Regions from separate parts of the Mus musculus genome. Here regions 1 and 2 are each linked to region 3. The links are chromatin contacts, called in public Hi-C and HiChIP or PLAC-seq maps. All regions are on one chromosome and are shown on one strand. Each heading gives the region's core, a stretch centred on a gene start, on an enhancer-like site or on the middle of the called end of the contact. The rest is flanking DNA. Distances are from core to core; before and after follow the strand shown. Region 1 overlaps Runx1 (runt related transcription factor 1). Region 2 has its middle 48 kb from the start of Runx1. Region 3 has its middle 22 kb from the start of Gm30530.

The links. Hi-C and Micro-C count contacts between places; a contact is called where the count stands out from the background. HiChIP or PLAC-seq counts read pairs in DNA pulled down with a chosen protein or histone mark.
Region 1: a contact with region 3 is called in an H3K27ac HiChIP or PLAC-seq map of the HPC-7 cell line, with 7 times the contacts expected there. The contact joins two enhancer-like sites. A contact is called at or near these places in 2 of 484 Hi-C or Micro-C datasets (the G1E-ER4 cell line and the HPC-7 cell line) and 1 of 115 datasets of contacts at active chromatin or transcription factors (the HPC-7 cell line).
Region 2: a contact with region 3 is called in a Hi-C map of the G1E-ER4 cell line, with 1.7 times the contacts expected there. The contact joins two enhancer-like sites. A contact is called at or near these places in 3 of 484 Hi-C or Micro-C datasets (the G1E-ER4 cell line, the HPC-7 cell line and bone marrow-derived macrophages) and 2 of 115 datasets of contacts at active chromatin or transcription factors (the 230-238 cell line and the HPC-7 cell line).

What each region holds. Positions count from the first base shown.
Region 1 is chr16:92,805,407-92,809,802 of GRCm38.p6, reverse strand. All of the region lies in intron 2 of Runx1 (runt related transcription factor 1), which reads left to right. Among named protein-coding and RNA genes, the nearest start is that of Runx1, 18 kb to the left of the region's middle. Within about 2 kb of position 1,807, at least 20 of the 459 cell types and tissues checked have an H3K27ac peak or open chromatin away from gene starts, as enhancers often do. A contact at or near this core is called in the G1E-ER4 cell line and the HPC-7 cell line, where this site is marked.
Region 2 is chr16:92,871,358-92,876,169 of GRCm38.p6, reverse strand. No RefSeq gene overlaps it. Among named protein-coding and RNA genes, the nearest start is that of Runx1, 48 kb to the right of the region's middle. Within about 2 kb of position 2,194, at least 70 of the 459 cell types and tissues checked have an H3K27ac peak or open chromatin away from gene starts, as enhancers often do. A contact at or near this core is called in the G1E-ER4 cell line, the HPC-7 cell line and bone marrow-derived macrophages, where this site is marked.
Region 3 is chr16:93,213,576-93,217,935 of GRCm38.p6, reverse strand. No RefSeq gene overlaps it. Among named protein-coding and RNA genes, the nearest start is that of Gm30530, 22 kb to the right of the region's middle. Within about 2 kb of position 2,400, at least 28 of the 459 cell types and tissues checked have an H3K27ac peak or open chromatin away from gene starts, as enhancers often do. A contact at or near this core is called in the G1E-ER4 cell line, the HPC-7 cell line and bone marrow-derived macrophages, where this site is marked.

The DNA.
Region 1 (4,396 bases), core at 558-3,057, 410 kb after region 3:
CCTATACCAAACCCTTCATTTCATTATTTCTGTGGTTGAAATAAAGACTCTAGCCAGAAGCAGTTGACTCAGCTGTGACAGCAAGTGGGCCTGCGAACAGGACCTTCCTGTCATCGCCTGCCAGTCACACAGCAAGCATTGATATGCTTCCCGAGGGAGGAGGGCTTGGGCATGGTAGAGCTTTCTCTAGAAACATTTATCACCTCGAAAGTCTGGCGGCCCATCCTGCGATCCCGCTGTGGGGCCTTGGTCCCACTGAGTCCTGAGGTTTGCCGGTATGGTGTGCTTTCTCCCTTTGAGCCACACTTGTTTCAGAGGCTCCTCTCTTGCCTGATGTCCGTGCCAGGGATTACTATATTCTCGCCAATTCCCTTCCGGTCTCGGCTGGCCCCCAAGGGAGGATACCTTAGCGATGAGTCCCCCTGCCAGCTCCAGCGGCTGGCTCTGAGAGACTCTCTCTGTAGATGCTGGGCGCTGCCAGCCTCTAATTGTTGCTGTGCAAACATCTTGATGGGAAGAAATTAAAAGGTGCTCAAGCTAATTATTATCCCGTAATAAAAAACAGTAATAAAATAATAAAGCTCCGTTGGAGAAGGCCAGGGCCCTGCTTTGCCTGCGCAAGGCTATGATGATAGACTGGGAAATCAAAACCCAAGGCTCTCGGAAGGCACTTCGAAGCCCCGCTAGCCCTCCTTATGATCTTTCTGCACGTCTGTGTACACTCCAGAGCCAGACCAGCCAGGTGCCCCTGCTTCTCATCTGCCTTCCCTTTTCCTCATAGTGGTGTCTGCTGTTACCTTCAGTCAGAACTTAGGACTTGCCTGGGGAGTCTTCCAGCAACCCATAATGGCAGACTCTGAACTGAAAATCAGGACAGAGTTAACACACCAGCTACTTCTGTGTGAGTGGCAGGTTTGACTCTAAACAGTCATAGAGGTCACAGTGATCTTGGACATGTGCACGTGTGCGTGCTGCGTACATGCACACGTGTACACACACACTCACAAGACACAAACGACACACACACACATACCACACCCCCCCACACACACACACTCACAAGACACAAACGACACACACACATACCACATCCCCCCCCACACACACACACTCACAAGACACAAACGACACACACACATACCATATCCCCCACACACACACTCACAAGACACAAACGACACACACACATACCACATCCCCCCCCCACACTCACAAGACACAAACGACACACACACATACCACATCCCCCACACACACACTCACAAGGCACACACTAACAAGACACACAATCACAAGACACACACACCACACCACACCCCCACACACACACACCATACCTCACACACACACACCACACCATTAGCAGCAGGAAGGTACTAACCGTTGGCATGATTCCTCCCTGACGCCTTTTGCCTCTGCTCTTAACTCCTGTAATCAACAAAGGAAAGACACATAATTCAGCTATTGGAGTGGAGACTGGTTCAACTTTTGTCTTGAAGAGAGTGTCAGACTAAGCAGCCCGAGTCATGGCTTTCTGGGGAGCACAGCCACTCTCTGTTATGGATTAATTGGCCTATATTCAGGGTCGGTGTCGCTGATGGTTCGTCCTCATTGTCAACTTAAGGGAAAGAGGACGCACCATAGAAATGCACCTCTGGATAGGTCTATGAGGGTGTTTGCGGAATAAACATGTTAAAGAGAGAGGGCCCACTCTGCTTGTAGGCAGCATGTTCTGATGAGAGTGGGCCAAGTCTTGACAAAAGGAAAAAGTGAGCTGAGCCCGTCACCCATGTCCCTCTGCTTCCTGACTGTGGACACAGTGGGCACAGCTGCCTCGGGCTCCTGCTGCCAGGCCTTCCTGGACGAGTTTCACGGTACCCACAGACTGAGCTAAATAAATGTTTCCTTCCTTCCTTAAGATGCTTCTGTCCAGTGTTTGTCACAGCAACTAGAAGATTAACTAGAACAGTAAAGTCACAGGACGAGCCCTAAGAATTAGTCCATTTCCCCCAGGCCTGGGGACACGTGTGCTCTGTTATCAGCTCCAAAGGACATTTTTTGAAGGGACTACATATGTGTAGACAGGCATCTTCTTGTTTTACCCCAAGATAGTATTTAATACTGTCCTTTTTAACAGTCAAAGGAATATTTTTACATTAAATTTATTGTGCGGTATCTGTGTGCATGTGTCCATACATGTTTCTCTGTGCCTGTGTCTATGTGTGTATGTCTGTGTCTGTGTGTCTGGGTGCTGAGTGTGGGTACATGGGTATGTCTGCATGTGTGTGTGTGTGTGTGTGTGTGTGGGCATGTGTGCTTGTGGGTCAGTATATCTGTGTATGTACGTGTTCTGTGTCTCTTTGTGTGTCTGGGTGTCTGGGTGTGTGTCTCTGTGTGTGTGTTTGGGTGTGTGTGTCTCTATGTGTCTGGGTGTGTATGTGTGTCTCTGTATGTCTATGTATGTGTGAATGTATGTATGTGTGTGTTTGTGTGTATCTGTGTGTCTGGGTGAGTGTGTGTCTGTGTGTGTGTGTCTGTGTGTGTGTGTCTCTGGGTGTGTGTGTCTCTGTGTATGTGTCTCTGTATATGTGTCTCTGTATATGTGTCTGTATGTGTGTCTGTGTGTGTGTGTGTGTCTGTGTGTGTGTGTGTGTGTGTGTGTGTGTGTGTGTGTCTGTGTCTGTGTGTCTAGGTGTATGTGTATCTGAGTATGTGTGTCTCTCGTGTGTGTGTGTGTGTGTGTGTGTGTGTGTATTTGGGTGTGTGTTTGGGTGTGTGTGTCTGTGTCTCTGTATCTCTGTGTGTGTGTCTGTGAGTCTGTGTATGTTTCTGTGTGTGCTTGTGTGCCTGTGTGTCTGTGTGTGTGTGTGTGCCTGTGTATCTCTGTGTGTGTGTGTGTGTCTAGGTGTATGTGTATCTGTGTATCTGAGTGTGTGTGTGTGTCTCTCTGTGTGACTGGGTGTGTGTTTGGGTATGTGTATCTGTGTCTCTGTATCTCTGTGTGTGTGTCTGTGAGTCTGGGTATGTTTCTGTGTGTGCCTGTGTATCTGAGTGTGTGTGTGTCTCTGTGTGTCTGGGTGTGTGTGTCTGGGTGTGTGTGTCTGTGTGTGTGTGTTTGGGTGTGTGTGTGTCTGTGTCTCTGTATCTCTGTATGTGTGTCTGTGAGTCAGGGTATGTGTCTGTGTGTGCCTGTGTGCCTGTGTGTGTGCCTGTATATCTGTGTGTGTGTCTGTGTGTCTCTGTGTGTGCCTGTGTGTCTGGATGTGTGTGCCTGTGTATCCGTGGGGTGTGTGTGTGTGTGTGTGTGTGTGTGTGTGTGTGTCTGTGTGTCTGTGTGTGTGCTGGGTGTATTGGTTACTTTTCTCATTTCTGCAATGGAGTGTCTCACAGGAGCAGCCTGAGGAAGGACGGGTGTATTTAGCTTACAGTTTGAAGGTTCAGTCCTTCACAATGGGGAAGGCATGGTACCCAGAGCTCTAGGCAGTGGCTCCCTCTGCATCTGCTCAGGAAGCAGAGAGAGGCAAATGCTGGTGCTTAGCTTCACTGGCTCCTTTTGCTAAGTCCAGAACACTAACTCGTGATGCTACTGCTCAAAGTCAAGGCAGGGCTTCTCACCTCAGTTAACCCAACCTAGAAACCCCTTGACAGGAACAAATTACTCCTGGATAACACTGGAGCTTGTCAGTTGACAACACTAACCATCAGATAGGGTGATACACTAGTTTGATTTTTAGCTGTTAATGGACTTTCAAACTTTATTCCATAGTGGCTATATTGGTTTGTATTCATACCAGCAGCACACAGTGGGTCCATTTCTTTATATCTCCTCAGACCCCCACATTTCCACAGCTATGGAGTCTCTGGAATGTTTAATGTCATCTGTCCTAAAGATCCGAGGTGGCCTGTGATGGAGGCTTTACTCTGTATTTCCCTGACAGTTAGAGGTGTTGGTCAAATTTAAATACACTCCTGGGTCATTTCATATGTCTTGGGGAAATAATTTTTCCAAGTCCCCTGCCCACATTTTGATCTGGTTATTTCTTGTCTTGCTGTCAAGTTGTTGGGTTCTGTGTGTATGCAGAAGATGAAACCCTTAGCAGAGATATGATTTCAAATATGTCCGTATGTCCCCTGGATCATCAGGACACCTTCTTACCCTGCTAATTGCTTAGTTACTGGAAAGACTTTCCAATTTGCTACAGTCCCGATTGTCCATTTTCCCGTTGGCCATCAGGCCTTTAGGGTCTCCTATGATGAGTCTTCATCCAAACCAAAAACAACAGGCTTCTGCTGCGTGGAGTGGTTTTGGATGCTTGTACCTACAGTTCATCTGTGGCTGGTTAATCGTTCCGTAATTTTTCACTCTTTCTAGCAGGCCTGCTCATTCCGCTTCTTT
Region 2 (4,812 bases), core at 945-3,444, 340 kb after region 3:
TCCACCTGGCGGATCCTTGGGATCAAAACTCAAATTGTCAGGATAGGTGGCAGGTGTCTTTACAGTTCAGGTACCTTTCTAGCCTCAAATTCATATATTTAATTCATAACCTGTTGCTATCATATTTATAGATGGTGAAGAACATTCTAGAATCCTATTTACTTGCTGATGTTTTCTTAACCTCTCTGTACAGCCAGTATATGATTACCTCAGTTTCTTGGAAATTAGAAATCTTCTCAGGTCTAGAGACAGGGAAAATATCAGTAAGAAATAGAAATTATGATTCGAGATTTCATTAAAGAAATTACTGTCATTTTCCCATTAGTAGACCATTGATGGAAGGCTCTGTGAATCCTGGCTGAATGAACAGAACTGCTCCACTTCCTGCTCAGGCATTATTCAGATAAAATTAAAAACAGCTGATTCAGGAAAATAAATAGAACCTTCTGGAAGAGTCGTTGGAGCAGGCTGGATTCTACCACGCTGTTTGGATATCTTTCATAAGGGCTCAGGGTGTGGAACCCACGGCATTGACTGAACTAGGGGAAAACATCCTAAGAGATCATTTGAAAGGCTTTTGTTTTCCTATATCTGGTAGATACACGAGAGTAAGACACAACCTATATGATTTTATTGCCAAGTTGGAAAAGGAAATATTCATGTTTCTGCCATGCTGAGAGATTGTTGGATAAGCCCCAAAAGGGTTGGATATGCTCACTCTTACATCACCCAAGTGGATAGGACATGGGCAGATTTGTAGATGGGTCATTTCTGACGATGTTACTGAGTGAATACAAAATGTGCTGCCCTACCGGCTCATGTGTTGTTTGCATGTTTGCCTACCAACTGGTGATGCTATGAGGACATGAGGCCTGGCTGGAGGAAATAGGTCACTTGGATTGTGGGACCTACTCCCATCTTCCTGTCTGTTCTGGAGTGAATACTCTCCCCCTCTGACATGCTCTGGCTGCCATGATAGTCTGTCTTACAACAGCCCAGAATCAGGATAGCCAAAGACTAGGGACTGAAGACCTGAAACCATGAGTGAGATTAATCTTTGCTCACTCTAGCTGTTCTTGCCGGTATTTTACCCTCTGCTAAGCAACAGTAACTGTCAACATGAAAGAATTTAAAATCACCTGGGACACCCTCAGCATGTGTGTATGTGTGTGTGTGGGGGGGTGGGTATCTTGATTGTGTTTCCTGAGTTAGGAAGACCTGCCCACTATGGGTGGTTCATTCCCTACTTGGGATTCTGGGCTGTGTAAGTCAGGAAATGGAATTGAGCAGCTGCCTGCAGGCAATCCTTGCACTGCTTCCTGATTGTAAATGCAGTGTGAGCAGTCACCTCAAGGCCCTGCCACCATGATCTCTCCACCATGATGAGGTATGCCCTTAACTGTGAGCTACAATGAACCCTTCCTTTTTCAAATTGCTTTTGTCAAAGAATTTTATCAAGGCAACAGAAAAGGAGTTAAGACCCTAACTCATACAGTTAAGGTAACAAGTAGTCACTCACCTAATCCATACAAACATTAACAATAGGAAAACACTGCTCCCTGGCACAGGAAGTTTGAGCTCTTCTCTCTGCTCATCAGACCCTTACTATACTCTACCTAAAAGTATCAAACACTTACCTCAATAGACCCAATTGTTATCAATAGTCAGAAGTCAAAGTGTTGCAGTATATATTTTCTAATGTGGTTTAAAAATCTTTAATGTGTTCTCAAATATCATCAGAAATAAGTTATTTTGTCCTAGCTTCTGAATTCTCCAATGGAACCATGCATGAAGAAGTTTAGATAAAACCATGGAGTTGTCCTCTGCGGACACTGGGGAGGATCTAGTGGCCAAACCCCATTTGACTATTGAAGAAGATCCGTCTGAAGATGCCCCCATGGGCTTCAGCTTGCTCACTTCCTCTTTCAGCATCCTCTAAGGTTGTAGGAGGAGTTATCATCTGAAAACAGAAGTCAGTCTCTGAGGCCATCCTGCTTGTGGTGGATCTGGGCTCTACCTCCTGATAGCTAGGAAATATCACTCCATAGCTCTGATCTGGCTTATGTTTGTCTGATTATAAAGAATTATACAAGGATGCATAATCTGTAAAGGAAAAAGGTTTGGAGGCTAAACAGCCAACACGGGGTAGCTTCATCGCTTTGTCCACTGTTGAGGACCTAATGACAATTGTTATCATAAGAGGAGCATGAGAGAAGGGATCCATCTTGTCACCAGAGAGGAAGACAGAGAGCCATTCCCCAGCCAGGCTTGCTTCCTCACGGGAGAAGTAGCCACACCACCTACTTTTAGTCTAAAGACATCGCCTTTGAGGACCAATCACCTTTCATTTGGATCTTCTCAGAGGCTCAACCTCTCTCAGGTTGCCACACTAGGGACAAAGTTTCCAATGCAAGAACTCTTGATGAGCTGTATGTAACCCATAGCATTGTGTTTCCACGGCATTCAAATGCTTCCCCAACTGGGTGGCAAAGGTTAGGTGTGGGAAGTGTCATGATATTAAGCTTTTTCTTCTATCATGTTGGTTTGCTATATATGTGCCTGTGTGTGGGTGTGTGCATGTGTGTGTGTGTGTGTCTGTCTGTGTAGTGTATGTGCCTGTGGTATGTGTGTGTGTGTGTGTGTGTGTGTGCCTGTGTGTGGTGTGTGTGTGCCTGTGTGTGTACCTGTGTGTTGTATGTGTATTTTTGTGCCTGTGTGTGTGTGCCTGTGTGTGTGTGTTTCTGTGTGTGTGTGTGTGTGTGTGTGTGTGTGTGTGTGTGTGTGTGTGCCTATGTGGTATGTGTGTGTGCCTGTGGGGTGTGTGTGTGTGTGTGCCTATGTGGTATGTGTGTGTCTGTCTGTCTGTGAGTCTGTGTGTCTGTGTAGTGTATGTGCCTGTGGTGTGTGTGTGCCTGTGTGTGGTGTGTGTATGTACCTGTGTGTAGTGTGTGTATTTTTGTGCCTGTGTGTGTGTGTGCCTGTGTATGTGTGTGCCTGTGTGTGTGTTTCTGTATGTGTGTGTGTATGTGTGCCTGTGGTGTGTGTGTGTGCCTGTGGTGTGTGTGTGTGCCTGTGTGGTATGTGTGTGTGTGCCTGTGTGGTGTGTGTGTGCCTGTGTGGTATGTGTGTGTGTGTGTGTGTGCCTGTGGTGTGTATGTGTAACTGTAAGCATGCCATGGTGCCCCTGTAGAGGTTAGTTGGTTCTCTCCTTCTACCACGTGGGCTCTGGGGCTCTAACTCATGTCATCAAGCTTGACAGTGAGTACCTTTAACCACCGAGCCACCTCCCTGGCACCACTTGGAAAATTTTTAGGTGATTTATAATGGATGTCAACGTGTCATCAGGAAACAGGAAAGGTATTTGGGATGCCTGCCACATGCCTAAGGTCCACTCAGCCAAGGAGCAGCAACCCAAACATAAAGACTTCCCTGTGGTCACCTAGTCTTACTGAAAACACAAGAAGAACTCACTCACCTCCAGGAGGACAACGTCTATCCCTTTCTTTTGAACTTCTCTTTTTATTGGGAATGATTCTGTGAACAAACGGCAGAATGCAGAGCTGTGAACGACACGAACAAAGAGTGTGGGAATCAGCCTGGAGAGCTGGGCTGGGAGACATGTCATGGAATTCACTGGGCCCGTGTGGAGTTTCACAAAAGAGTGTGAGAATGGAAAGAGTAAAGGCACGCGTGGAAGAGGTGGGGTGCAGGAAGAAAGCATTGCAGTGAGGCATTTGGGTGGCTTCTGGAGAGGGTGGGGCATGCGATGCACTTGGTGGTGCCCTTGATCCGGTGCCTGAGAGTCCCTTGAACACTGTGCTCTGAGATGGGGCTCTCATGGCCCCGAGTGTGGTCCAGGGCGGGCGTGGTAAGCAAAAGCTCCTCCTGTCTGTCAATCTGGCCTCAGTCAGCACTGAACTCCTGGCAACCGGTCAGAGTAAAGGCCAACTGTGCTGCTGAGAAACGATGAGAATGGTGGATCATCCCAGTGAGAAAAACTATAGGGGAAAATACAGACAGCCTAACTGTGTGTGCCTTACTCGGGTATTCATAGACTTGGTTGCCAGAAATTCCACTTTTAAAGCTGTTTCGAAGAGAGAGGTTCACTTTGAGGGTATGACGCACTGAAGCCAGTGTAGGCCCCACAGGAGCCCAGTGAGGTTTGCTCTCCCTAATGTAGAGGACAGGCCTACACATTCCGACTGAGAGCAGTGTTGGATCCCCTAGGCTGGCAGCCTGCCACGTGGGCCCTTTAGCCTCTGCGTGGATGGGTGTCGAGTGCATCCTGTGATAACTGAAGTCTGAGGGGTCAGCACACATCATCATGAGGCCCCGGTAAGGACTGGGATGGGTCAGAGAGCATCAACGGAAGCAGTTGAGGAGGACTGCAGAGAGGCACGTCTGATAACGCTTTTCTGGGTAGCTTTATTTATCGTAACTACGGGGATGGGTTTGCCATAGTCCTCAATCAAACCAGGTTGCATGACAACTTTAAGCTCTAGAACAAACAACAATTTTCAAAATAAAATTTGGAGGGTAGCAGTCAGGACCCAGCAACACGGAAGGATGGGGAGGGTCCTGTAATGGATGGAAACAACTGGTTTCGGGTGGTTGGGAAGTTGTGATCCAGCACACTTCTTGAGAAGTTAGATAATAATCAGCAGACAGACAAAGATTCTAAACTCCCTTTTCGCCCACAACCCTTGTGAGTAAAAGATCCATCTAGTCTCTCCATCCGGAGAGACTGCTACTCAGCAGGCATGCGCCAACAGTCTTCTGTGGCACAGGTTCCAGACATGGACATGACCCCAT
Region 3 (4,360 bases), core at 1,151-3,650:
TTCGGATCTCCATTGCTTTGCCTGCAAATTTTAATCCTTTAATCGCCTTCCCACTGAAGCTGGGGAGCTGGGCTGAGGATCCACCTGCTCTCCCATTCTAGGTCTTAGGTCTGCTGGAATCCTGGGAAAACTCACTTCCTTCCTGACAGCCAAGGCAACCAGGTTTTGGGCAGAGATAACTTCAGGCTTCTGGGGTTGTAGCTAGGAGGAAGCAGGAGATTGGCCCCTCTGTGGTCCTGTCTCCCTCCTGGCTCCAGAGCAGGTGCTAGCTGTATGCCACAGTTAGAATTTTTATTCTGTCCTCGACGGGACCAAATGGCTTCTTTATGTGGTGGGAAGCTTGCCATTTTGCTTCATGTTCTAGCCTCAGTGAAATAAAAGGAAACAAAATTTCAAAACCAACAATAACAGTATTTCTTTTTGCAGACTCAACGATGGAGCAAAGCTAGCTAATCTTGTATTTTACACGCATTCGCTAAGAGGGGATCTGCCTTTGGCTTTCTTCAGAGTCGGAGGAGAAGGAGGTCCCGACCCCTGTGTTGTGACATCTAAGATTTGTGAGGGTCCAGTTTCCAAGGCTGTTCTTATCTGGGGGACACGACTGTGGGAATCTACCCCTCTCACTGTTAACATTAGGTTGTAAATTATCTGGCTCCAGTATTCTCTAATTGTTTCTCTGGGAAACAGTCCCACTGCATCTTGCCCTTCAGAGGATGTGTGAAAACACGTGTCTGTCTGCCCAGTGCGGGCATTTCGCATGCGACTCCCAACAAGCATTCCATTTGGTCGGAGGTGCTTCTCCATGTGGAACCTGCCACACAGAGCTCCATTTTCACTCAGAGGAGGATGAGAGAGGGTTTGTTTTGAGCCAACTTTGAGTGACATGGCCTGGGGATACAGATTCAGGCTGCCTCAAGAGATGTTCAGTGTCACATTTGAAACCGCTAGTCATAAAGCCAAAGAGGAAGGTGAGGGTTGTACATTTTCAGGTTCATATTTTACTAGAAATTGCACAGAAAGACACAGTGAGAAATTATGTGTGTGTGCATGTGTGTGTGCGTGTATGTGTGTGTGTGCGTGCGTGTGTGTGTGTGTGTGTGTGTGTGTGTGTGTGTGTATAGTGGTTTTTCAAGACAGGGTTTCTCTGTATAGCCCTGGCTGTCCTGGAACTCACTCTGTAGACCAGGCTGACATTGAACTCAGAAATCTACCTGCCTCTGCCTCCCAAGTGCTGGGATTAAAGGCGTGTATCACCAACTGCCCGTCTGAGAAATATATTTTTACCATGGTTTTCTTTAAATAATTTTAATTGTCTATCACTACCACTCTCCAAATCAGGAGCATTTCCTCCCACTGGTAGTTCATATAATTTCTGTTTATTCAGAAGTCTTCTTGGGCTAGCAACATATCTCAGTGGGAGAGTGCTTAAGCCCATACAGAAAGACCTGGGTTCCCTCTCCAGCACTGGATAAACCAGATGTGGTGGTGCAAAGCCTGTAATCACAGCACTCAGGGTGCAGGCAGGGGATTCAGAGGTGCAAGGTGAGCCTCCAGCTATATAAGGAGTTTTAGGCTAGCCTGGGGTACCTGAGGCTTTGTGTCTGTGATACATGAAGGCCATTGTGTTTTTGTCACACCCTAGATGCTCCAGCTGTCTAGTGGGCTGCTATAGCTCAGTGGTGAAGCCCAGTCCTGGGAGCTGGCCCCTCGCTTTGCTCACGAATGACTTGGGTGATTATAGACTCTGGTTTTCTCATCATAAAACAAGAAAGAGATTATTGGCTAAGACGTGAGCAAGGTACATCGCTTTTAATACCAGATGCACTATATATAGCCTACAAACATTGTTTAAAACAAAAGCCCAAATTCTCCAGTGATGAGAAAAACTACCATAAAAACATTAACACAGAGAGCTTCCCCTTGAAGGCTGTATAAATAATACAAGCTTATTGTAAACAGGGTTTTTGTAGAGTCAGGAAGGACATAGAAGACAGTCTTTATTGCTCCTTCTTTCAGACAATGGGAGTGTAGACTTTCAGCTTCTTCAAATTTGCCTGTGTGCGTGCCTTAAGATTTCTATCGTGAGTCAGAAAGAGGAAGCTGACTGTTAACAAAATGTTTTGTTGGGGGTAAGGGTGAAAGCTTCAAGAAGTTTAAATGTTCCTGAAAGAAGATATGCTCCTAAGCCAGTGGTTCTCAACCTGTGGGTCATGATGCCTTTCGGGGGACGGTTTCAAAGGACCTTATCACAGGATCACCTAAGACCATACAAAAACACAGGTATCTACATTTCAATATAGAACAATAGCAAAATTACAGTTATGAAGTAGCAACACACACAATTTTACGGTTGGGGTCACCACAGCATGAGGAAGTCTATTAAGTGTCTCAGCGTTAGGAAGGTTGGGGAGCACTGAAGACTGACTTGTGTATTGTGTGCTGAGGCCTAGCCTGCCCACAGCCTCTCTCTCTGTCACCAGTGAAGCTCCAAAATTTGCTGTTGTCTGCTCTTCAGGCATCTCACGAGAGATGGGGAGAGAGAGGCTCATGGAGCTGTATGCCCTGTGGAACACAGAGCCTACGCTTAGATTGCTCTGGAAAAGGAGGTGGACTCTACCTGACCGTGTAACACAAAGCAAGCTCCCTTGGCGGCTTCTTCATGGCCATGGGACCTGTGGACATTCTCAGTGCTCCTCCTACTGGGACTCTCCTCTGACTCACAGACCCAATGGAGAATGTTCAGGACGGTGAGGCCCATGGCCTTCCTGACCTTCAGAGCACTGTGCCACCAATCCACAGAGTCTTGCTTTCTGGGGTTTCCTACAAGGACACGAGGTTGGCCTTACAGCCCCACGGTGGCCGAATCCCCGTGGCCTGGAATAGGGCTACTGGATGTTGCCTTGGGCAGAGCTCAGCATCTTTTGCTCTCTTGGAGGATTTGAACTCGTTGGTAGTTGGATGTGTCTTATTAAAATCCCTGGTCATGAGGGATTAGGGATATGGTTTCACGTGGCTCGTGAGCTCTATTTTACCTGGGGAATTCATTCCTTTTGTTTTGTTGATTTTTTTTCCTCTCTGCATTTTTGGCTATACTGAGGTAATACTGGGAGCACCGAGGTTGCTTACATGTGGAAGGCAAGGCCAGTGTGTAACTATGTGATCTATGCTAGTGATGTGCTTGCCCTGCGATGAGAAGGAAGTGGGGACAGACAGGTTTTGAAATTTCCTTTGAGGTTGCGTGTAGATTATCTAGGGAATGAATTTGTTTCCCAAGTTTGCACCAATCCAAAAAACCTGGAAAAAGCACATAGTTCCACGTTGGGGGTGGAGGGGATGCACAGATAACGTAATGAGAGAGCTTGGAGCTACTTTGCCCAAGGGAACAACAAAGTCATGGAGAAGCCTGAGCTAGGCTAGTTCAAGGACAGCCTGGAGACATACAGAGGTCAGCAAAGGGTCATGGGTCCACAGAGCCAGGCTAATGGTTCATGTTCTCCTTGATGCAGGGGGAAGGGACTGCTGGTTTGAGGTCTCATCAATGTATCAGAATCCCTGCAGGCAGGCCCAAGGTTTTGATATTGCTACAGTGCGATTTTGTCATCTACAAAGTTCACACTGAGAACCTCAAGTTACAAAAAAAAAAGTCACACACAAAAAGTATCATAATACTTAAGCTTACTGTTTTCCTTAGGCTACATACAGAGCTATCCTAGGCTACATACAGAGCTATCCTAGGCTACATACAGAGCTATCCTAGGCTACATACAGTCATGGCAGCATCCTAGTCTATACACAGCTAACTTTGCTCAAGTGAACAACAGAGTCTAGGCAGTGTTCTAGGCTACATACAGCCAATGGCATGCAGGCTATAATACCTGGCAGGTATCGGAGTATTGCATCTTTATATTAATCTTTACAAGGATGGTCCCCAGCAGGAGGACCCTGCTCTGCAGAGGAAGAAGCTGGTGCTCCAAGGCAGACTCATTTCCTGGCTATCAAGGAATGTAGGTTGGAAATAAGGCTGAGCACGCCCTCTGACTATGATTGTCTGGAGCCAAGGAGATGCATCAGTGGGGGAAGTGGTCACCGGCAACCTTGAAGAACTGAGTTTGTCTTCCTGGATCCTGCATGAAAAGCTAGATAAGATAGCGGGTGCTCGTGTGTGTGTGTGTGTGTGTGTGTGTGTGTGTGTGTGTGTGTTCGTGCTATCCCAGATCTCCTGAAGTGAGATAGGAATCAAAGAGAGGGGATTCTCCGTAGGTTCACAGACCAGCTCACCTGGGGTATGCAGTGGTGAATAAGAGTACCTGCCTCCAACAAGGTGAGGGTCACTACCTGTAGCTTGTCCTCTGATCACCAC